Linked DNA regions of Mus musculus: region 2 is linked to region 1. The links are chromatin contacts, called in public promoter capture Hi-C maps. All regions are on one chromosome and are shown on one strand. Each heading gives the region's core, a stretch centred on a gene start, on an enhancer-like site or on the middle of the called end of the contact. The rest is flanking DNA. Distances are from core to core; before and after follow the strand shown. Region 1 holds the start of Zfp286os (a long non-coding RNA gene). Region 2 has its middle 40 kb from the start of Gm29851.

Region 1 (5,932 bases), core at 2,506-5,005:
CTTCTTAGTGTGAATCCTTTGACGTACTGTGAGCGATGAAGACGCAAAGAAGGCCTTTCCGAATTCATTACATTCATAAAGTTTCTCTTTATTGTGACCTCTTCATGTTGAATGAGCAGTGCCTTCAAACAAAAGGCCCTTTCACATGTGCCTACATCTATAGGGTTTTTTATTTTTCAGTACTGGGATTTTTTTCCCTCAAAATAAATGATGAAGTCTGCCTTATAATTTTTCTGTCTTCTGTATCCTTGACGATTACCTCCCCCAAATGGGTATCTGCAATCAAATGTAAATTCTTCGTGGAGATTCCCTCATGTGTTCGGCGTTGTTGGCCAGGTCCTTCTGTGACAATTCCTGGTTCTGGGAAAAGAGAAGCTTCAAGTCTGGAGCCCCTTAGAGCAGCTTGCTTCTTCTCCCTCCTTACTAGTCTCTGACTCGGGTGATGCTCTTGAATATTTCACAGTCTTCATATCCTGCCATTCCACTTCTCAGGCCTTCCATTCTGGAGCCCCATAGGCCTTTCTCCCCCAGTACAGCGATCTTCTGTGATAAATCTTTTCCAAAGCCGTTCTCTGATAGCACAGCATCCTTAGTTGCAGATTTGGTCTCTCTCCAAGTCTGGGGGAAAGAAGAAAAACAAATCAACTTGCTTTTATGTCCTAACCTGGGGAACTCTCACTAAACAGGGTAAAAAAAAAAAAGCATAGACTTATAATGAACATATAGTTTCACTATTTAACCAGAAACTTGACTATTTGATATTTCCTAGAAAAACAGACAGTAGAATTGAGGGAAGGTGCAGTTGAATAGAGGACCACAATGACAAATGCATATATGTATGCATACGTATTTGTATGTAAGATACATTTGTCTCAGGCTGGCCTCAGAATATGGAGACAACCATGACCCTGACTCTCCTATGCTCACTCCCAGAGTGCTGGGATTTAGTCATGCACTGCTGCAGCTAGTTATATGGTGCTGGGGGTTGAACCCAGGGCATGTACGCTATCATCCGAGGTACAAGCTACTCCTATCTTTATTTTAATCTTATTATTTATTTTTTAGAGTAGCAAATCCAGTGAGACTCTTCACCATTAAAAATCATACAGGAAGAAGGCTGAAGAGATGGCTCAGTGGTTAAGAGTATTGGCTTCTTGTTGTAGGATATTTCATCACATTATGAACCCCAAGATTGTGTTATTTACTGAAAACACCTGTTTCTAGTTGTGGTGTGTCTCAGCTTTAGCACATACCTTTAGTCTGTCTGTCTGGAATATAGACATACCCTTAGTATATAATATCCTTATACTTAATATATAATATCCTTACCCATAATACTTAGTACCCATAATCCCCCAAAAATTAAAATAAAATTATTTTGTAGAAGGAAGCACCCATGTTCCAAAGTGATATCGAATTGAGTGGCAGACAAAGTGACGAATCAGAGAAAGATCTGACAGAGTAGGATCTGTCCAAGTCTCACAAGAAGAGAGAGGAAGGGGAAGCTACTTGAGGGGCAGTGCAGAGCGGGAAGAGGCAGTTTAACCAGGGGAGGTTTACGGAGAGAACAGGCTAAGCACAGGTGAGTCAGAATGAGTCAGACAATGAGGAGCCAGTGCTGTACCAGGAATGCTCGTGAACCCTCAAAGGACCACCAAGGAGCCCATTCCAATGTAATCGAATTAGGGTCTCTTTATTTAAGCTTAAGCTTGGGCCACACTACCATCTCTGACACAGAAGAATGGGAGGAGGCCCAGAGCCCAGTTTCAGGCAAGCATTTATAGAGGCAAGAATGGGGTATTAGCCAGGTACACATTTGATTAGGAGGCCATTATGGCCTTTAACATAATTGGCTGGTGCTGAAAGTCAAATCAGAAACTTAACTTCTGTTTTCCTCCTGATTGGTGGTTGTTAGGAAGTGAAGTGTCAGGGGCAGGCTTGTAACCTGGGGGGTGTAGATTTGTTAGGGAACAACCTGGAAACTGGTGCTAAACTTAGGTCTTGTTGGTGGATAACCTAGAAACTAGTGCTAGATGCCTGTTTGTTAATTAGCTTGAGTTGAACCTTAGGTCAAGTTCTCTAAGATGGAGTCTGAACCCAGAATATTTGTTCTCTCACCAGAGGACCAGAAGAGATCGACACAGTTAGTTTGAGGCTAAACAGCAATTCAGGAGAAGCCCAGAGAAGCCAGTGTGAATCAGTCAGCTCGGAGAGGAGTTTGAGCCAGAACAGCCGAGTTAAACCACCCAACCGAGTTCAAAAGGAACAATGCCAGCTATTGCCACTGCTCTTGGTTGCTTCCAAGAACTTGACAGCGAGACCCTAGTGCTGAAAACACCATACATTTTGATTATTAGAACATGGAAAAATCAGGTCACCATAGATAGCAAAAAGGTCACCAGATGTCAACAATATCCACTCCAAGTCTTCTGGGGGTGAAAACCAGGTTTTTATTTCCTGCATTGAGGAGGTGCTCGGGTGTGTTTAGCATTCCTGGCTCCCTAGTGCTCAGTGGTTACACGGGCCTTTGTCCCCCCAACAGAGAGCACTTTCTTTTACACATAATAACTTTTATTGGGGTGGCCCCATTTTTTATAGGTCAAAAAATGTGGCTCTGGTCTCAGTTGAAGGAGTGTGGGTGAGGCAGAGAAGCTTCGAGATTCCAGAACAGTAGATGCCCCCCAGACAACGCAGCAGGCAGGAACCAGTAGACCCCGACTTACCAGGGGTCCAATTGCAAACATCCCAGCAGCCATCTCTGCTTCTGCTTTCTGAAAGGGTGGCTGTCCTGCCGAGAGGAATGTAGGGAAGAGTGGTAAACCGTGCAAACCAGTCCTGCCTTAGAAACTTCAGACTCACCACGCAGGAACCCTGAGACAGGGCTCCCATGAGGGAACACAGGGATGAGCCCCATGAAACACAGGGAAGACCCCTGCAACATCAGTGAGATCCAACTTGTCTCTCCCCCCCGCCCCCGGAGATCTAGGGTTCATAAGATTATTAAATGTAGTCACAGCTGGTTGGTCTGACATTGCACAAGCAACTTTAAAAACACATTCTCATTTAATCTTTACACTAATCTGATGGGCATTATTATTCCAATACACAAAATTTAAAAAGTTCTCTAAAGCTGTCTCAAAGAACAAAAGTGGCCAGTGCTAACCACCCTTGCAGCATCTTATCCCTTTAACCAAGACACAAGCCACACAGCTAGACACAGTGTTTAGCCTGTTTGTGACCTGAAGTTTCCAGAAAGAAAAAAGAAAAAAAAAAAAAAAAAAAGACACACCTGTGTTAAAGATTGTACAAACAAGGCGGATCGATTAATAATAAACTTTAGTGATTCTGGAGAACTGGAATGTTGTAGCTCTGCACCCTTTCTTCGTCTACCTGAGTTTGACTTAACATCTACTCTATGAGTATTAGGTAAATTCTTTTAGAAACTACAAGAGTTTCTTCCATCTACTGCACAATTATCAACAGACTTAAGGAGAAACCTCACTTGTGGTTCCCGTATCAGTGCATTTAAAAGTAAAGAAGGAAGGGTGCACGCTCTGGCAGCGCTTACAGCACCCTGGACCAGTCCAGCATGTCCCAACCAATGCACATTATTCTATTCCACGATCGTGCCAGGGAATGACAAATGGCTTAAAAAGGGATCATTTGAAATGGCTTAAAATCAGCCAGCCAGTGCAAGCTGCCCGGTGAAGGAATGCAGCTCAGCTCTCAGGCTAAGCCATCTCCGGTGAGGCTGGCCTTGGATTGTCCACCCTCCTCTCTGACGCGGTCCGCTGCTCCGGCCCGGGTAGGGCTGAGGTCTTGGTGACGCTGCAGCTCTGAAGCTCCGCTCCACCAGAGGGCGCAGGGGAGACCTACAGCATCCCGCCTCTGTGGCCCAGGCCGCTCTCCTCAGGGATGGGAGGGTCCGATAGGCTAGGTCCGGATCGGCCAGGCCGTGCACTCACGAAGGGAAAGCGCACCCCCGTCTGCACCCGGGCAGAAGTACCTGGCGGCCGCTGTGTGCCCGGCAGAGGGCGCTCGGTGAGCACGGAACCGCGCCGCAAGGCGGCCAACGTTAACCTTCATTCAGAGACTCTTCATTTAACCTTCCTCGCGATTAAGAACAGTTTACTGATTATCAACCTTCCGCGCAATCTAAGAAATACAATCACATTGGAATGTTTGTGTCTAGAGGCCACGGCCGTGTCACTCTCTAGCACTAGGAACCTTTGGCAAGATCTTTTCTAAGGTCACCTCTGTGTTGCTAAAGAAAGGCACCCAGAGAGCAGAGAGGCCACCTATAAAGTCTCAGAAGCCAGGAGAGTTGGTGAATGTCCACACTTTGCTTGGCTTTGAATTTCTTGATTGGAAAACTGGCGATATCTATCTACACTATCATTTTTGGTTCTTTAACTTTCCTGACAGGGATGAAAATATGCTAAAGGGGTCTGGTGCCAGCCAGTGGGGAAACTTAGGTCCGGGAAAGAGATTTCACACAGTTCTGACATCATACCGGTCCATCTTCTTTCTACAAGAGACTGGATCTTTGATGATGGACAGGTTCACACTTTGACCAGTCTGGAAGTGTATCCTGGGACTCAGGAACCCAGGAGCCACACTGCTCAGAGGGGAGAAGGTTATCCCGATGGAAGAGCATCCCGAGACACCCGGCCCAGGAACCACACAGCTCTGAGAGGAAGTCTCCTCAGCAGAGGCATTGCAGCTCCCAGGAGAGGGTCTCCCCAGCTGAGCCGAGTTGCTCACGAGGCTCACTCAGCCTTGCTCCCCTTTTCTCATTCTTCCCTTCTCTTCATTGCTTCTTGGCTGCTTCTGATAAGAGAGTCCCACCAGACAGCAAATCTCAGGAAAGAGATCTAGTGGAAGGATGAATCCAGGGAGACGAGGGACAAATCCAGGGGTGGCTGCCACTGCTCCCAGGAGTGGACAGCAAGAAGTTGAACCAAGAGCAGGGTTTACACAGCTAGGGGCGGAGCTTTTGGGGGGCGGGAGGAGAACCCCCACAGAGATTTCCGGATTGAGGATTGGTAGGATTTCAAGTCCTGAGCTTGGGGGAGCTCAGGGATTGGTGGGTTTCTCTGTTCAGGGATTGGTAGCTTTTTTCAGCCCTCTTTCCCTGCGTTGGGCCCAAGGGTTAGGATGGGAAGATCTTCCAGGCCACAGGCCACACAGGTTGAGGTGCCATCAATGTGCGGCTGAGCTGTTTTTTGGAAAGGCTGGAGAGGAGGTGCTGCTCCCTGGACAGCTCCTGTGATCGCTGCAGGCTGAGGCAGGAAAGGAGTTGCGACTGTTTTTACAAGTGGACTACAACCAGAACCATTCTCTATTTAAACTTAAACATGTCAGGACCCCGAAGATGATCTTGGGGTACGGGTGTCACTAGACTTTTATACCTTTTCCCAATGTGGTCACATTGTGTCTGTATGTTGCGGGAATGCCACTAGAGCTCTTTATTTGTTCTCATGTGACTGCATCGAATAGATCCCACTGGCCTCTTCCCTCCACAGGTTCAAATGGGGCAGGCTAGAGCCAGAGGCCTCTTAAGAATTTCATCTTTCAACTCACTGTAGCGGTGCCAGCGATCCGTCCCACAAGTATTCATTTTAATTCGTATTACTTAATCTCCACTCTGGCGTCTCACGTCGGTTCCGCCTTCGTGGGTACATTGTTAGGTGTTTAGGATCTCATTTCTTAGTCAGTCTCCTGTAAGGCATTCCTCACTGTACTGCTGGTCACTTCTCATGCTCTCCCCTGTACTCTTAGTCTTTTCCTTTCTCTCATATTTACTTCCTCCTTTTAAAAAATTTTAAACTACTCCCATATCTTGGATAGTCTCTGAAATCTGTCCAAAAGTATCCAAGCTTCCTCTCCAGCTCCTCTTTCCACCTTGATTTCTTTCTTCCTTTTAAAGACG
Region 2 (5,932 bases), core at 1,127-3,626, 530 kb after region 1:
TCTCTCCTGTCAGTTCCCCCCCCCCCCCGACTTCCTTGTTTGATTATTTGTTTGCCTGAAACTCTCTCGCTAAGTTCACATATTAGCCATCCTCCCCGCCCCCCGCCCCCTGCCCAAGCATCTTCAACTCCATCACTGTTCTTTCTTCTTCTCTCCATCTCAGCCTTTATCCAACCCCTGCATGAGTTCCCTCCCCTCACCAGGGTAGCTCTGGTGGGTAACTCTTGTCTGAGTTCCTGCTGCCCTTGGAGAAGGCTGCCTGTGTTTATTTTCACTCCTGCGTGCATATTTCCAGGACCCAAGTACACAATGTGGTAGAAGTTACAAGAGGTTGTTCCCTGTTCCGGCACATGGCACAGCCTCTGTGGGATCAGAGGCAGACACCATAAGCATTTGTGGGCTTAATGCTGTTAGCATCCTGGGCTCAAAAGATAGCTTCAGCTCCTGCTGCCCTTTTGCTGGCTTCCTTCCATACAAAACAAGGGTATCACACTGCTCTGACTATTGAGTCTAGTCTCAGCAAATGTTATATCTGACTTGACCCACCCTCTTTGGGTTTTAGCAACATGCCTGACATTCTATCAGCTGAACATAATGACTCCCCAGGGGAGCCGTGCGTGGGTGAGTTTTCTTCTGACTTAAGAATTAATGAGTCTGATGTTCAAAGTATTTTCAAAACTATGCAAATTCCCAGGAGATTAATGACAGAAAGACTCACCAAGTATATAAGACTGGTATGGTATGGTGGGCAAAATCTGTCACTGTCCTCAGCTTGCTAGAGAGAGTTGACCTTGCTTTTTGTACATCACAGCCAGCTTCAGTAAGAAGAGTGCTATACTTTCAAGTTGCACTTATTGAATCTGATGGTTACCACTCCAGGCTGGCTCCATTGCCCAGAACTGGGCGAGAGTTCTCTTTTGTTTGAGAGGGACACCGTGCTACTTTGTTGGCCTTGGACCACTCATGTTCATTTGTTAGAGCCTCTTGGTGATCTGAGGCCACGTGGAATAGCCATCAGTTTGTTCACACGCTCTGCAGGCAACCGATGAGTGGTTGAACAGGAAAATGGTCCAGTTACATTGTGACTGTTGTCGGGAAGAAGGGCTGTTATCAGTTTGAATGCCCCACACAGAACATACTTCCAACCGAGGCCTGTGTTGTGATGGGCCTCTCCACACACTGATGTGGGAATTCTCAGCCTCATGAGAAATAAGCTTTTGTCCTCTATACATTACTCAAAGTGGACCAAGGCAGCACTCCCTTCCAACTGTTTTAACTCTGAGCAAAACCACTCCCCTTAGACATCATTCTTTCTTCCTAGTGATCAGTGGACAGGTGTTTATGTGGGGTGAGATGCCTTAGGGCAAACCCAGAGATGGCATAGAAGCCAAAGCCCAGAAATCTCTTCCAGCAAGGATAAAGGGTTACTTCCTGAGTTTGTGGTGCATGTTATATTCAGATGTAAATGTAGTTGGTGATACTGAAGGTAAGGAAAGGAAGATTCCTTATCTGGAAAGAAATTTGGGATGCAGATGCAACAGTGAGAATTGCTTCATGTGGCTAAAGTGGGCTTAACATGAAGCCCATGGTACCTTTCATGGACAGCACTATTTTTATTATGGCTGTTGTGCTAGCTGGTTGACTTTTGAGTGAGTGACTGTCCTGGTTAGATTAATTTTTCTTTTCTTTTCTTTTCTTTTCTTTTCTTTTCTTTTCTTTTCTTCCCCTCCCCTCTCCTCCCCTCCCCTCCCCTCTTTTCTTTTCTTTCCTTTCCTTTTCTTTCTCCCTTCCTTTCTTTCTTCTTCCTCTTCTTTTTTTTTTTTTTTTTTTGGTTTCTTCGAGACAGGATTTCTCTGTATAGCCCTGGCTGTCCTGGAACTCACTCTGTAGACCAGGCTGGCCTTGAACTCAGAAATCCACCTGCCTCTGCCTCCCAAGTGCTGGAATTAAAGGCATATGCCACCACCGCCTGGCTCTTATTTTCTTTTCTTTTTTCTTTTTTGACAACTTGATATAAGCCAGGATCATCTGGGAAGAGGAATCTTAATTAAGAAAATATCTCCATTCTCCACTAAACTGACTTAGAGGCAAGTCCATGGGTGCAATTTCTGAAAAGTGATTGACGTGGAAGGGCCTAACCCACTGCGGGTAGTACAACCCCTGGGCAGGGGTCCTGAGTCATATAAGAAAGCAGGCTGAGCATGCCATGGAATGGGTGCAACCTTGTAAGCAGCACTCCTTCACAATCTTTGCTTCAGCTCCTGCCTCCAGGTTCCGGCTTGAGTTCCTGCCGTGACTTCTCTCAGTGATGGACTATAAATAAACCCTTTCTCGTCCAAGTCGCCTTTGGGCAGGTTATTTTATCACAGCACTAAATACCTAACTAAGACACTGACGAATTTTAGTGAGTGAAGAGTTCAACGTAGCCCAGGGACCATAGCTAGGAATGCATGTTTTATCCCAGCTCGGTCATGACCTGTACATGAGGCATAGATTTCCTACACAGTCGACTGAGAGGAGCTTGTCCTGCAAGGCAGGCATTGTGCAGTCTTGGTTGAAATAAGCATGGTAGGAAGCATAGGGAATTTGGGAGAAATCTAAATCTGGATGTTACATTTGGGAAGTTTGTGATCAAATGACAACTTATTTTCGTTTCATTAAGAAAACCTTAATGATCCAAAAACTGATTGGCCAAAGGAATTGCTAAGATACACAGTGTCTTCTAACAGACAGTGCTCTAGATATCTGTGACAGGCATGTGTCTAGAGATGACAGAGAACTGGAGACCTCAGCGCTGACAGAAGATGGATGCATTTGTCTTGGCCTATAGAGTGGATGTGCAGTCATCGGCAAACACCATTCACATGGCTAACCGGATGCCGTGGACGGCTGTTTGCCTGTAAGCCTCAGTCCTGACACACACTTTCTCACCCTGGTTTCCTATAGGGACCTCATCAATGTTCGGAAATAACACATTTATTTTTTGTCTAATACAAAATTATACTTTCGGCTACATATAGTGCACAGTCCACCAAACTGAAACCCAGGGCAGTTGGGGGAGATGAGTGAAGCCAGGAAGCTCCAGGCACACAGAGGAATGAGTACTAACGGCGGAGCTGGCAAGCCCCTGGATTCACATGGCAGGGCTCCTGCCCATCATGAACTTTTTGCATTCATTTCCATATCGATAGACATAATAAAAAATGAGTATCTTATTCTCAAGGCTTCAGAACATAGGCAGTCCCGTGGTCTGTGGTGAATTATTTCTTTGTCTCAAGAGTCGCCCTATAAATAATTCTCGAGGCTGAGAAGTCATAAAAATAAATCTCCATGTGTCTCTAACGGGAACTTCTCGTGTTCTCAATGTCATCTCCAAAATAAAGCCATCGCTGTTCCGAGTTGTTTCAGCGTGCGTGTGCTCTCTTACTTCCCTGCCTGCCACCTCCGTGGGGTGATTTAATGTCCACAGAGAAATGCAGGCGCCGGGCTGTCATCCTTGGAGATCAGGGATGTCTTAACAACTTCATAATCAATTCCATTGCTCATTTGGTAGCTGGAGGGCCTGTCACCAAATACACTTACTAAAATGACAGAGACCTTGATGCCCGGCTTTGTCTTCTGAGAACCAGGTACCCGCTTCTGCCTCTGTCATCTTCATTCCCTCCGGAGAGCAACTTGTCCAAAAGCACATGCATTTTCAAAAATAGATAAAAGGACTACACATTAAAAGACTCTGTAAGTCTGTGACCTGGGTAAAGCCCTGTTGGAAATCCCTGACTAGATTGGCATGGGATAGAGCTGGGGCGGCCATCTTTGATTCCTTGTCTGTATTGTGCCCATGATATCATTCCTGTCTTACTCTCCAACCAATGCCTGGAGGACTTCAGCACTCAGACATGCCATACCCCTCTGCAAGGAACACAACAACCAGGGCAGAGTGATGGTGGTGGTATTAACTATCTACCTTTACAATTTCTCAGAAATTTCTCTAAAACTCCCTGGCTTCTGGCAGGGGAGGTGGGTGATGTTTTATTCCTAGGAAAGCCATACCAAAAAATTTATGACCAGGCTTGGTCATGGTTGAGACTAGAATGGCAAAATAATGAAGCTGCAGATATTTTAGCGTTCTAAGCTAACCCAGTGAAGGAAAGAGAGCACAGACTATTCTGAGGTGGAGCACGGGGATTGTGGGGGAAATTTAGAAAGATCTCATGATTCATTCTCAGCACAATTGTCCTGAATTGTTCTTGTAGGACTAGAAAATAGCGACCATACTGACAATATTCCAAAATCCCACAACCCAGAAATAAACACTATTAGCATTGGAGAACGTTCATTTTTCCTTTCTTCTCTAAATGAGTCTTGCTTTTCTTATACATAATTGTGCCGTGTTTGCCGAAGTCAAGTGTAAGCATTATACAACCTTTGCATTGTGTTGGGCTAGAGCTCACCTACATGTGAGGCCTGGGATTCAGTCCCTAGCACATGAAAACAAAATTATCACCTTACTATTTTTCAGTCCTTAAGAATTAATAAAAGTTCCTTTAAAACACAGCTTTTAGTGTCTTGCATATATCCAGGAACGTCTGATCGATCTTTAGATGGGGATTGTAACTGCTTTCAGCAGGCTTTGTACCAATAGCTCATCTTTATGCAAATGTGGATGTGAAGCCCTGGCAGCTCTGTTTACCACTTAGTCATAGAGCTGTTCTTACTGGGAGAAGAACACAAATCAGGTTAGGTTCTCATAACACATATTTCCAATTTAAAGGAAAGTTTATTGACAGTTCCACGACAGCGTCCAGGTAAACACCTTCCCTTTTGCTCATCAGAGACTTGTGTGAAACAGCAAAACTAAAGGACTTTGAAACCTTTTAAGTTTTATTTATGGGGAGGTCAGAGGACAATTTTCAGGAGTCTATTTTTTCTCTGCCACCTGGGTCCCTGGGATCGAACCCAGGTCATCAGTCTTTGCAGCAAGCCACTTTAGCCATAGAACCATCTTGCCAGCCCCTAAAGCGCTGTTTTAGAAGTAAGAAAAATGACCCTTTCCATATGAAAACAGATAAAAGAAACTTTGTTCAAAAGTTTTTCTTTCTTTCTTGGTGATGTTTCTTCCTCCTCTTCCTTGGCATATTGATAGTCTGTAACTTTTCTCTCATTGTCCCTATTTGTATATACAACTCCTTTCTATATTAGAATGATTGAAAGCTTATATATTGAAATATATATTGAGGCTATTAATACTTTACCTAAGAGTATCTTTTTATTTTTAAATGATTTTTCTTTGAGTCAGGGTCTTTCTATGTAGCTCCGTGTGTCCTAGAACTTGCTATGTACACCAGGATGGCTTTGAACTCACAGACTCCCAAGGCATGAGCAACCACATCTGGCTATTATCTTTTCATTTTTAAATGTAAAAATATTAAAAATTGTAGTTGAATAAGTATATTAATTCTTTAAATTATTTTTAAAATGCATAGAATGTGCTTATTTTTGAGTTATTCACATGTATTTAAAATATATTTTAAAAATTTAATATTTTAGATTCCCATAAACTTACCTTATTTGAGCAAATAAGCACTAGTAGAATTTAAAGCAAAAATTTCCCCACTGAACACTCTCCGCAGCTTGGAGGCAGCAGTGTACCCTGAGAGAGTAATGCAGCTCAGGGCGCTGAGCTCTTAATGGCAAATCATGGCAGTCCCTCAGCTATCGAGTACAGCAGGTTGCTTCTCTCTGCACCTTAGTTGGATCAAGTGATGACTAGATCGATACAGGCAGAGGGTATTCCAGAAAGCATGTTGCCACAGAAACAACACAAATGTAAGTTTTAGGCACTGATTTAGGCTGAGTTTATACTGATGCCATCAGATAGTAGCACACTGTGTCTCTGCATGCTCAGTGATAAGCATTGCCAGATTGGGCTTGT

The links. Promoter capture Hi-C pulls out the DNA fragments that hold promoters and counts their contacts.
Region 2: a contact with region 1 is called in a promoter capture Hi-C map of trophoblast stem cells, with 2.6 times the contacts expected there. The contact joins the enhancer-like site here to the promoter of Zfp286os in region 1. A contact is called at or near these places in 6 of 39 promoter capture datasets (3T3-L1-derived adipocytes, embryonic stem cells, hippocampal neurons and 3 more) and 1 of 115 datasets of contacts at active chromatin or transcription factors (embryonic stem cells).

The regions. Positions count from the first base shown.
Region 1 is chr11:62,753,065-62,758,996 of GRCm38.p6, forward strand. It overlaps Zfp286os (a long non-coding RNA gene), which reads left to right and starts at 3,756. Exons shown (of 3, transcript XR_879919.3): 1 at 3,756-4,041. It also overlaps a transcript of Zfp286 not described here.
Region 2 is chr11:63,287,360-63,293,291 of GRCm38.p6, forward strand. No RefSeq gene overlaps it. Among named protein-coding and RNA genes, the nearest start is that of Gm29851, 40 kb to the left of the region's middle. Within about 2 kb of position 2,377, at least 2 of the 459 cell types and tissues checked have an H3K27ac peak or open chromatin away from gene starts, as enhancers often do. A contact at or near this core is called in trophoblast stem cells, where this site is marked.